Regions from separate parts of the Gossypium arboreum genome. Here region 1 is linked to region 2. A link is a contact called in public Hi-C data. All regions are on one chromosome and are shown on one strand. The core of a region is the stretch at or near the end of the contact, and the rest is flanking DNA. Distances in the headings are between cores, read along the strand shown.

Region 1 (5,208 bases), core at 2,385-4,884, 490 kb before region 2:
ATTTTACCCTTTTTGGTTTTTTCATGATTTCTTCCCAAAATTTGATACTTTGTCCAAACCAAATTCATGATTAATATTTAAGTCTTAATATAAGTCCTTGATTTGTGAGAATTAAAATTTTTCACTTTATGGGTGAAAATGAAAAATTACAAGTTAGTCCCTATACTTTCAACTTTTTTCCAATTCAGTCCCAAAAGTGATTTTCATATCATCAAATCACGTTCCAATTTATTTCATGTTAATGATTCAAATTTTCCTCTTTTGGATGAATTCGCACCTTAGCCCTCATACTTTTTAAAATTTACGACTTGGTTCTTTTTGTCATATTTCACCTTAACAACTTTTTCCATGTAATTCTTTCTCCAATATCAAATTCATTTCATAAATCTTCTTTTTTGAATCATTCCACAATTTTTTTTTCACAATTTTCTTGATATTTGAACCCGAAATTATGCCACGTGTCATATCGAAATTTTTAGGCATTATAAGGATAATATGCATAAAGAATATATTCAAATAGCTCAAGATAAGTATTGAATTTTCAAGGTATAATTCCATTTTAGCCTGATTCGACTCGATCTAATCCATTACACTTGGAAAGTTGATTGCTTTGATAAAAATCCAAGTCAATCTCCAAAACATGTTGCTATGTGTAATTTAGGTATCAAGGATGGGTAAAAAGCGTCTACAATAACATAGGAATCACAAGCCAATGAATGTTGTTGCCAAAATTTGTCAACACAAACATGACTAGTCTTCCGAACATACAATGTTACTACAAATTGGCAATGGTTTGGTCACTCCTCAAAAATTGCCAAAAATCTCCCCGGTAGCAAATTGTTTATGTTTTTTTTTCTCTTTTTTTTGTATTATATGTATTAAAATGGAAAGAATATATATAAAGTAAATTATATATATTTTAAAATTTCTGGAAATTTTCTATAAATTTTTTATTTTTAGATTTTTCTAAATTTTTCTAATTTTATAGATTTTTGTGTTTTTGTAATTTATATTTTTAAAATATTCCTTAATTTTCTATATTTTTCTTATTTTAAATTTTTTGATATTTTTAAATTTTCTTCTACTTTTTGAAGTTTTTCCTAATTTATTTTGATTTTTTTAATTTATTTCACACAAAAATATGTAGTGTGACATGGCTCGCTGGTAGCGTGCCACATTAGCTTCTTTTAATGCTGTTAATAGTTAGGACAACGCGATACACGGTTGGAGATTTTAAGTACTAAATCGAAATAAAAAATTCTTTAAGTACCAAAGTAATAATTAAGTGAATGATTGGTTATATTTCACACTCAGTACAACAAAAATTTTGTCATAATCATTTAATTTAATTTCTTTTCAAGTTGGGCTGTTGAAGTCTAGTTACCTATATGACTGTTGCGTCATTATATATCTTTGGATGTATGATTTGTTATTAACAAAATTATCAGATAAAATTTATAGATCAGTTTACTTGTTGAATTTTCTTACGAGTTTTGGTTCCAAAAAGCTACAACTATTAGCGGTTTAATTAGGCATGGTTCCAACCGAGTAGGAAACTAAATTTATTATGTATATGTAGCCCGAAAGGACCATCAGTATGTATAAAAGCAGCTGTGAAACTTGAGAAAGTTATTCTGAAGGCCAATAAACTAAATCCTTTTGCATGTTGCAATATCCATGCATGGGAACTACATCTACTGCACCAATGAGGGAAAAAAAAATCTTCTGACCGTTATATATATTATATATATACACTTGAACATAATAAGGTATAATAATCACTTTGTCATCGTCTTTATTGAAAATCTTATATGAATATATATATGGTCCTACCCCTAATTTACATGCATCGTTTTCTTATATAGACTTGATGTTTATTTTCTTCTTTAACAAGCACTATTGATTGTAAGTGGTGAAACTTTACAAGCAACTTTCTTTTTAATCTTCACAAGAAGAAGCTTTAGATTTAATTACTCTATCCTTTTTGCTAAGGGGCTTTTCCTTTTTCGTTTTCGATCAATTACAGAAGAAGATACAAGACTGGCATTAGCACACAATACTTATAGAATCTGGATTTAGTCCAATTGATTCATGCATGGAGTTATCCTTAAAAGGTAGATCTCGTATTACATTTTGGTAAACTTCACTCAATATTTGAGATTAATTTTTGATTAAACGACATTGCCAATAAGGTACATATGAAAAAAACAAAAGCATGAAAAAGAAAGTTAATAGATAACAACAAAAAATCCATTTACTCCTGTTGATCAGTACCCTCACTCCAATTCTTAATAGCTTGCAACACTGCTTGTTTCACCACTTGTGCATTAATAGATTCACTTTGTTCTTCATTCTGCCAAAAAAAAAAAAATTGAAAGCAAAATATATATTATAATGCAATCCATAGTTCTACATTAACAAAATCATAATCAGATAACTCAATAGTTCTACATTAACAAAATCATAATCAGATAACTCAAGAACAATGAATCATGGTTTCAAATCTAGTCTGAAGGATAAGAAAGAAACATATATATAATTTATATCAGATCGTTGTGATAATTCTTTAACCTAAATATACACATATAATTTATGTATGAAGATAAATTTAGATGCTTACTTCTCCACCAACTGCTTGTAATCGAAAGCTATCAGTGCAAGAAACCCTAGCTTCAAGAATATTAAGACCCAGTTCTTCAAAGGCTTCCAATAAAGAAACAAGTAGACCAGGGCAGTTCTTTTCTGAAAATACATTTATAAGAAAACCCTTCTCTAGTGTTTCTACTGTAACCTGCTATGTTCAAAAAAAAACATATAATACAGTTTAAGTTGAAGTTGAAACCAAAAATAAAAGGAAGAACAAATATGAGAAAATTAATTACCATAGGCAATGGATTTTGATCATTTGAAGTTTGTGCAGCTGATATATCTTGATTCAATCTTTCTACTTTCTGTTTTAGCTCTTCAATGTACTTTGATGCATCCACAATGATTGTTGTTTTATTCACCTGCCATGCCATGTAATTTTACAATTAAATTGTTGGGGTGGGGGGGTTAACATAAAGTTTTCTTCCTCTTGCTTTCTTTTCCCTTTTCTCTTTTCATTAATTTCAGAAATTTAAGCACAAGCTAGATTATGAATATTCAATGAAAGATTGCATATAGCAGGAGTATCCCTTATAGCTCCAATAAGAATAATTGAAAACCAATAAGAAACAGTGGCACACAAAAGAACACTGGTGAATAGCAATGAAAGCAAATTAAGGGGGGCTTAGTAGGATTATGGAAAAATAGATATAGAGAAATTACAGCATGAGAGTTTGTAATGGAACGAAGAAGTTGAAGCTTCTCATGCAGTGCTGCTCTCTTGTGCTCCCTAGAAACCATTTTCTTTTCTCTTTTTTGTGTATTACTTTTATATAATTTCTCTCTTATATCTTTGAGCTTTTTTGCTCTATTATCTATTATCCCCTCTTTCTCTTCTCCTCTCTCTTTTTTTTTTTTTTTTCAACTCTCTGCAATGCTCATAGAGGCTGTTTAAAAGAGAAGGGATGAGCTCTCAAATCTATAGGATCCTACTATTTGCTTCCCACATGAATGCCTCAGTTTCTTACCACCATAATATAATATAGATTCCATCTCATTTTACCACATTGCCCCTTCTAATTTTGTTAATATATATTATTGCATTTTATGTGATAATTATGCTATCCAAACCTGCGTTATCCGGATTCGTAATAAGTGTTTGTATGGATATCATAATTTTTTTAAAAAAATTATTTGTTTTATATATTTTGAGTTTTATACGTTCGTTTACGTTTATTTCAAAGAAAATGGACAATTCAAGAATATGGTCCCAAAGAATTTTTAAAGTTAAATCCTACCTTAGGCAGTGTTTTGGATGTATGAGATGTTTAAATTTAGTAGAAACTTAAAAGCCAATGATGCACAAAAACACCTAAGGCAAGCATCAAAACTCCATATAACTTTTGGTTTTTAATTTGGCCGAGCAAAAAAGAAACTTAAAACCTATATAGCAATATGCATTAGACATTATGTATTATTTTGACAGTTTTTCAACAAACATAAAATTATGTCAAGAATATATCTTTATTGATTCAAGCTTTATTTAAGGGATAGATTTCAAGCATGATCAAATATATGATTTTTGGCTAACAATCATATGTACGTAGTCAATTATATTCACTATATACAAAATTTTATATGTTCTTTTTTTTCATTTTCATAGCAAAGAATCATACTAGTCCCATAGTCTTGATTGTGCATGTATATCACTTGCCTTCTAGGAAAGTTATCTTCAAGTTCCTAGATAATTAATTAGTTTGGATGAAAAACATAGACTTAATTAATTATGGTAGTTTCACAATATATTTTTAAACAGTTCCATATAGCTAAATGGTTTGATAGTTTTATATTCTTAGATTTAGAGGTCAAGATCTAAAAACTAAATTGTAAGAATTAAACTTGTACTCAAAAACTCTTTTTTTTACCAATAGGGTAAAGAGAAATGATTATTCAGATTTAAACTTACAACCTAATATCAAGTAAAGCAATCATTTACCTTTAACTTATAAGCCAAATAGTTTATAAGAAGGTATACAAATCACACTTAGATATGAGACATTTGCAAATTACACTTAGATATAAGGGGGGTATTTGGGGAAATGGCATTGGATGAGAAAGGAGGAAGGGGGAATGGGGGGAATCATGAGGTGAGGTCTCGTGAAGGAGTGGAAGTGAAAAAAAATGGCCATCGAAAGAAGTGAAACAAAAGGAGTGGATGTTTTAGTTTTGTGATATATTGGAATGCCTCCAAACACTCCTCACGGGGCCTTTGTTTTAGACTCTTCCCCCCCGCTCATCACCAGCTAGCCGTCACCCTCTTTGTCTTCTCTCTCTCTCTCTCCACACGTGCCATTCTTTGCCCTTATAATCACTATAATTTTTTTCCTTACTCATCATCTTCATCAAATCAGAAACTTTGGCAATTCATTCATGCACTCAATAATTTTTGTTTTCTTGGAAATTGAATCTATTATCATCATTTCACAAGTAATTAAGGATAAGCTTGTGGAAGAAAAAATAATAATTTGACACATGTTATTTCCATGGCAGCTATTGACTGATACATAATGTTATTTGGATATATATTATATGCGTTGGCATTCCCTAAAATCAAAGTCTAAT
Region 2 (5,363 bases), core at 128-2,627:
TATTCGGATTAAGTCGAACTGGTCTATTTGACAACTAAAGTACTTTAATTCACATCTATTAAATCATAAGTAGTGTGGTAGTAGACTTAATAGTAAGGCTTTTGATCGACCCTCTATTCCGCACATGTAAACGCATGAATTTTAACCATGTAGTAACCAAATCTCATAGTATACTGTTTATCTTTCCCTTATCATTTACTTTTGCACTCTAAAAGGTAGGATATATGAAAAAATAACTAGTTTAATATATAAATGGGCTCATGACCATGGTAATTTTTTTTCAAATTATTCTTTAATTTTTCTTGAATTACATTAACCTCTAAAGGTAGCATTTATTATACAAATTAATTCTTATGATTAACACAATTAATTTTTTAACAGTTGAGTAACATGACTAAACACGATGCTGACTAATACTATTAATTTTTTAACAGTTGCGTGAAATGACTAAACACGATGATGACACATGAACAAACAGAGAAGCAACATGTTTCTTCCTATTTAATTATTCTAATATATATATATATATATTCAAAAAATGTAAACAAGTTTTAAAATATATGTAATATATGCAAGTTATAAAAGTTGAAAATTGAATATATATATATATATATAATTAAAAAAACAGTTCAAAGTTACAAAATAATATAAAAATTGAGAAAATATTTAACGATTCAAAAATTGACTGATCAATATTTTTGTAATTTATTTTTCAAATTTTATAAAATTTTAGCAATATGTTCTCTTTTATTGAATTTTTAACTAATCGTTTTGTTTTATGTTTTGAATTATTAGATTAATTTTTGAATTTTTATAATATATATATTTTTTTATAATTTTAGAATAATTATATAGAAAGACACTTGTCGTTTCCTTGTTTGTCCATGTGTCACATCCTAATTTAGCCACATTACTCAAATATTTAGAAGCTAATGGTGTTAACCATGTGGATCAATGTGATAAAAAAATTTAAAATCCAATTTGAGAAAGTTATCAAGTTTCGTTAATTGTCGTTAACTGGATACATTTACAATATGCAAACACTGAGAATTAAATTTATTATCATGCCAAATTTAAGAGTGTCATATTATCTTTTTGTCACCCAATCAACAGTAATTAACAAAAATTAAAAAAATCAAATAATTGAATAATTATTTTGTAAGTTTTCATGATTTAGTGACTAAACAAATCTTATTAATAATTAAGTTACTAGTTTACCCTAAATAAAAATATGCATTGATGATATGTTTGTATATCTATACATACACGTAGGTGTATATATTATGTGTACTGCTTACATTACGATGAGAGTAGGGAGGGACCAATTATTTAAATTAGGCCCGATTCATTGGGATGAAGTGGCCTAGATATATGTGTGCCATGATTGGCCCAATTAAGACCAAAGAATCAAAAACAAGCTTTGCATCAACGAGTTCAGTTTCACCCCTCGGATTAATGCAATCTTTCCATTGAAAACTAAAATTAAAGACAAATTTAAGATTACCCAAATCAAGAAATCATCGCCAGATTTACTTTGTTTTATGAAATCAACTCTAAGGACTAAAACTTTTATGATAATTTAGATGTTTTGCAAAACTTTAATTCAATTCAATTTTTTGTTTCTAATATTCCCACTACATAGGACTTTATTCAGTCGGTTATGCACTATATTTGTCCTTATAAAATATCCAAAATTAATTGGTTATCTATATTTTAAAAATTATTGTTATTACTGTCTAAATTTTACTGGTTAACAGTTTTTAAACTTTTCTTTGATGAAATATTTTGATTTTTACTCTTATAAGATTTATTGTAATCTAAATAAATAAAAGCAATTTAGATTTTTCAAATAAAGAAATAATTATGTTAACAAAAGAAAAAGAAAAAAGTTATGTTACCAATAAAAATAAATAAATAATTGAGTAATATTTAACATTTTAAAAACACATGGTTAATTTTGATAATTTTAATATAAAAATATTAAGTAATTATATTTAAATTTTAATTACATAAGATTTGTTCAAAATCTTAGAAAGCTTTTAAACTAAAAAGTTACATGCATGTTTTCTTTTAATGTATACATGCCACCTTTTTGTTAACTCTAAACTTTCTTTGATAAGTGCGATTTAGAATTTTCAAAAAAATTTAAATAAGGAATATTATTTGGTAAATTAATACATAAGTAGGGTTAGGAATTGACAAGTGTCTTATAAAAGTATATTGTGAGTGTACTAAATATTTATCCTTTAAATAATGAACTTTTAAGTATATATGATTAATTTAATAGTTTTATTATAAAATTAATTCAATTTTGCCTAAAAAATAAATTATATATATTTAATAAAGTTAATTTATTTAAAGTATGAAAATATAGGTGTCTCCCATTATTTAAGTAATTACCTTTAATTCACAATCAATAAGAATTGACATCCTCACTAAATCACTAAAAATACACTCAAAGCAATCAAAAGCACTTAAAGTGTTTAAGGTTCAAAAATATTCACTTAACAATCGAACAAGAAATGTCATTACTATAGGCTTGCTTGAAAATCAAATCTCCACCACTATAAAATGATATGACATATTAATCAAAAGACCTTTAAGAGGTTGTAATAGAGCTTAGGTTAAGGGTGTGGAAAAAAGCTAGAAAAGTTTGTTATAATCAAGATCGAGTTGATAAATTACTAAACTAGAAAAAAAAAACAAATGTCGAATTAAAAGAAAGTGCATCAATCAATATTATTCAAGAATAAAAAAAAATTTCAATAAAATATGAAATTAACTGTTCGAGCTCAATCAACAAAGAATTAAGCAATATTTTTTCGATTTTTTTTAAAGTAGAACAATAAGAATTAATTCACCAATTCAAACAAAAGAACATAGTTAGGCAACTAACCAAATCAAATCTCAACAAAAAGGGGTCAATAAAACTAGAAAGAGTCACAACGAAAAAAATGGGTTATGAGTTAACATTGACGGGTTAATCAAGAAAATGTGTGTTAGGCTCAACATGGTTCACTAAAGATTAAATCAATAGGCAGATTTTTTATAAGTTAAATGCATTAAAACCTAAGTGCCTTTATCATCTTAGTATATCAAATTAAATGTATGGTCTAGACATGCATAATCGAAGCAAGTTCTAGAATAACAGATCAAGTTGATAGACTCATAACCAATAATAAAATGAGCATGAAAAATGTATTCTCTATAGGCTCAAAATCTCACAAAAACTCATAGTTTTGATGTCACACTTGCAAATTTAAAACTTCAAGATAATACCCCAATTCAGGGAAACAACCTAAAATTTTTAATTTCTGAAAAATACTTATCATGCTTGACTCTCTCATGTCTTAAAGTTTAAATCAACCAATGCACAAATATCTACAAATTATTCCAAAACAACATCAATAAAAATCCCAAATTGAAAAAAATTCACTCCAATCGAAGTATGAGAAAATTACTTAAACACAAAAAATAATTCAGGGATTTTCTAATAATAATATAAATAACCTCCCCACACTTAAGATGCATATTGTCCTCAATGTACAAACAAATAAAAGCATAGAATAAGTAGAATATCATAAGAGAGGGAGAAAACTGAATTTTCCCTAAATATGGATGAAATCACCAGAATAGTGAAAACCAAAATTGTAGGCAAATCTAAATGTAGTGGACGGTTCGAAGCAAACTAATAAGAAAATAAACACAAATAAGGAAGAAGATTAAGAGGTTACAAACTCAATTAAAAACAACCATAAAGATAAAAATAGAATTCGAGAGAACAGTAAACTAAGGAAGTCAAAGAAATAAAAATAAAACAACTAAAAAGAAGAAGAAAAATAAAATAAAATAAAATAAATAAGATTAATGATCTTCATCGTGAAATTCATCGGGATCGTGAGGCATCGGCATTGTAGAAGAAATGTGGAGAAGCTGAAAGATCTACTGCAAGGTCATATCAATACTGTTGAACTGCTCAAAACAGTGCTGCTCAAAATGAGTTGTAACACCCCTAACCCATAACCGTCGCCGGAATAGGTTAAGAGGCATTACCTAACTTATAACTCAAATCAGAACCACCGTACAACAAATATCATTTCATTACTAATAAAGTCATTCATTCACATTCAATATTCACATGAAATCAAGTATACAAAGCTGAAACATGCATTCGGGATCAAATTGATAACATATGAAAGTTTCCAAACTTATAAGAAATTTTCCAATTTTAAAAGGTCACACGCCCGTGTGATCAGGTCGTGTGCCTCACACGACCTAGACACACCCATGTGTCAAAGCCATGGCAAAACAGAGCATGCATACTGACTTTTCCCCATGGCCAATAGACACGCCCGTATGCTATAACCGTGTGATACTTAGCTAGCTACCGACTTAAGCCCACAGCCATAAAGCATGCCCATGTTCCCTAACCGTGTGGTACAATGCAGGCTTGTTTTAAGCCAACTTGCCACCCCTTTTTAGGTCAATCCTACAAGCAATTTAAACAAGCATAATTCTACCTCCAATTCAGCCAATCTTTATGCTATGGCATTTATCATTTATAACTTAACAATATCAACCATTTCTCTACTTATTAACCTTACCAATTCATACTAAACACAAGGTATATTCATACCCAAAACATTTCCTTCTATTCATCATCCAAAACCAAACTAAATCTACCAAAACTTACCAACATTTACCATTTCTTTTGTCCAACTAAAACATACCACAATAGCATATTAACATCACATACCATAAGCCATTCTCAACTTTGAATTCAAACACAAACTAGCCAAATCACATGGCTAAATATATATATACATCACAAAACATACTTCCTTAACTACTAGCCTATACATGCCATACTTCAAAATATACAATTTCAAAAGTACCAAAATGAGGTTCAATAGTGTGGCGACGATCCTTGACAATCCCTGAGCTTGTAGCAGCTTTGAAATCTATAAAATAATGAAAACACACACCAAGTAAGCTTTCAAAAGCTTAGTAAGCTCGTACCAAAATATTAACAATATGAAATATGAAACATCATCACATAAATACTTATAACATCTCAACTAATCCATCAAATTCAGGCCAAAACCAACTATATGTTTATACATATTCAATAAACTTTTAAACATTTTACCACTTACCTCATAGGTAACAAACTTACCAGAATAATTTCATATTTATTCGTTTCCAATCTCACCTTTTGTTCGAGAACTTTAAAACTTTCCAAAGATCATAATCGCCTTAAATATCCGCACACTTAGTGCTTAGAGATTAGCCGAAGCTAGAACGATCTGGCACACTTAGTGCCATCTCAATTGACCGAGAATAAATCGGTATCGCACACTTAG

Evidence for each region. Hi-C and Micro-C count contacts between places; a contact is called where the count stands out from the background.
Region 1: a contact with region 2 is called in a Hi-C map of leaf, with 2.7 times the contacts expected there. The contact joins the promoter of LOC108455752 here to the enhancer-like site in region 2. A contact is called at or near these places in 2 of 5 Hi-C or Micro-C datasets (both in leaf).

The regions. Positions count from the first base shown.
Region 1 is chr9:14,347,735-14,352,942 of ASM2569848v2, reverse strand. LOC108455752 (transcription factor SCREAM2-like) reads right to left here and starts at 3,634. Exons shown (of 4, transcript XM_017754296.2): 1 at 3,310-3,634; 2 at 2,883-3,008; 3 at 2,621-2,791; 4 at 2,132-2,353. The coding sequence starts at 3,387. The coding sequence ends at 2,255.
Region 2 is chr9:13,860,160-13,865,522 of ASM2569848v2, reverse strand. No RefSeq gene overlaps it. Among protein-coding and RNA genes, the nearest start is that of LOC128281008, 67 kb to the right of the region's middle. Within about 2 kb of position 1,377, at least 1 of the 2 cell types and tissues checked has an H3K27ac peak or open chromatin away from gene starts, as enhancers often do. A contact at or near this core is called in leaf, where this site is marked.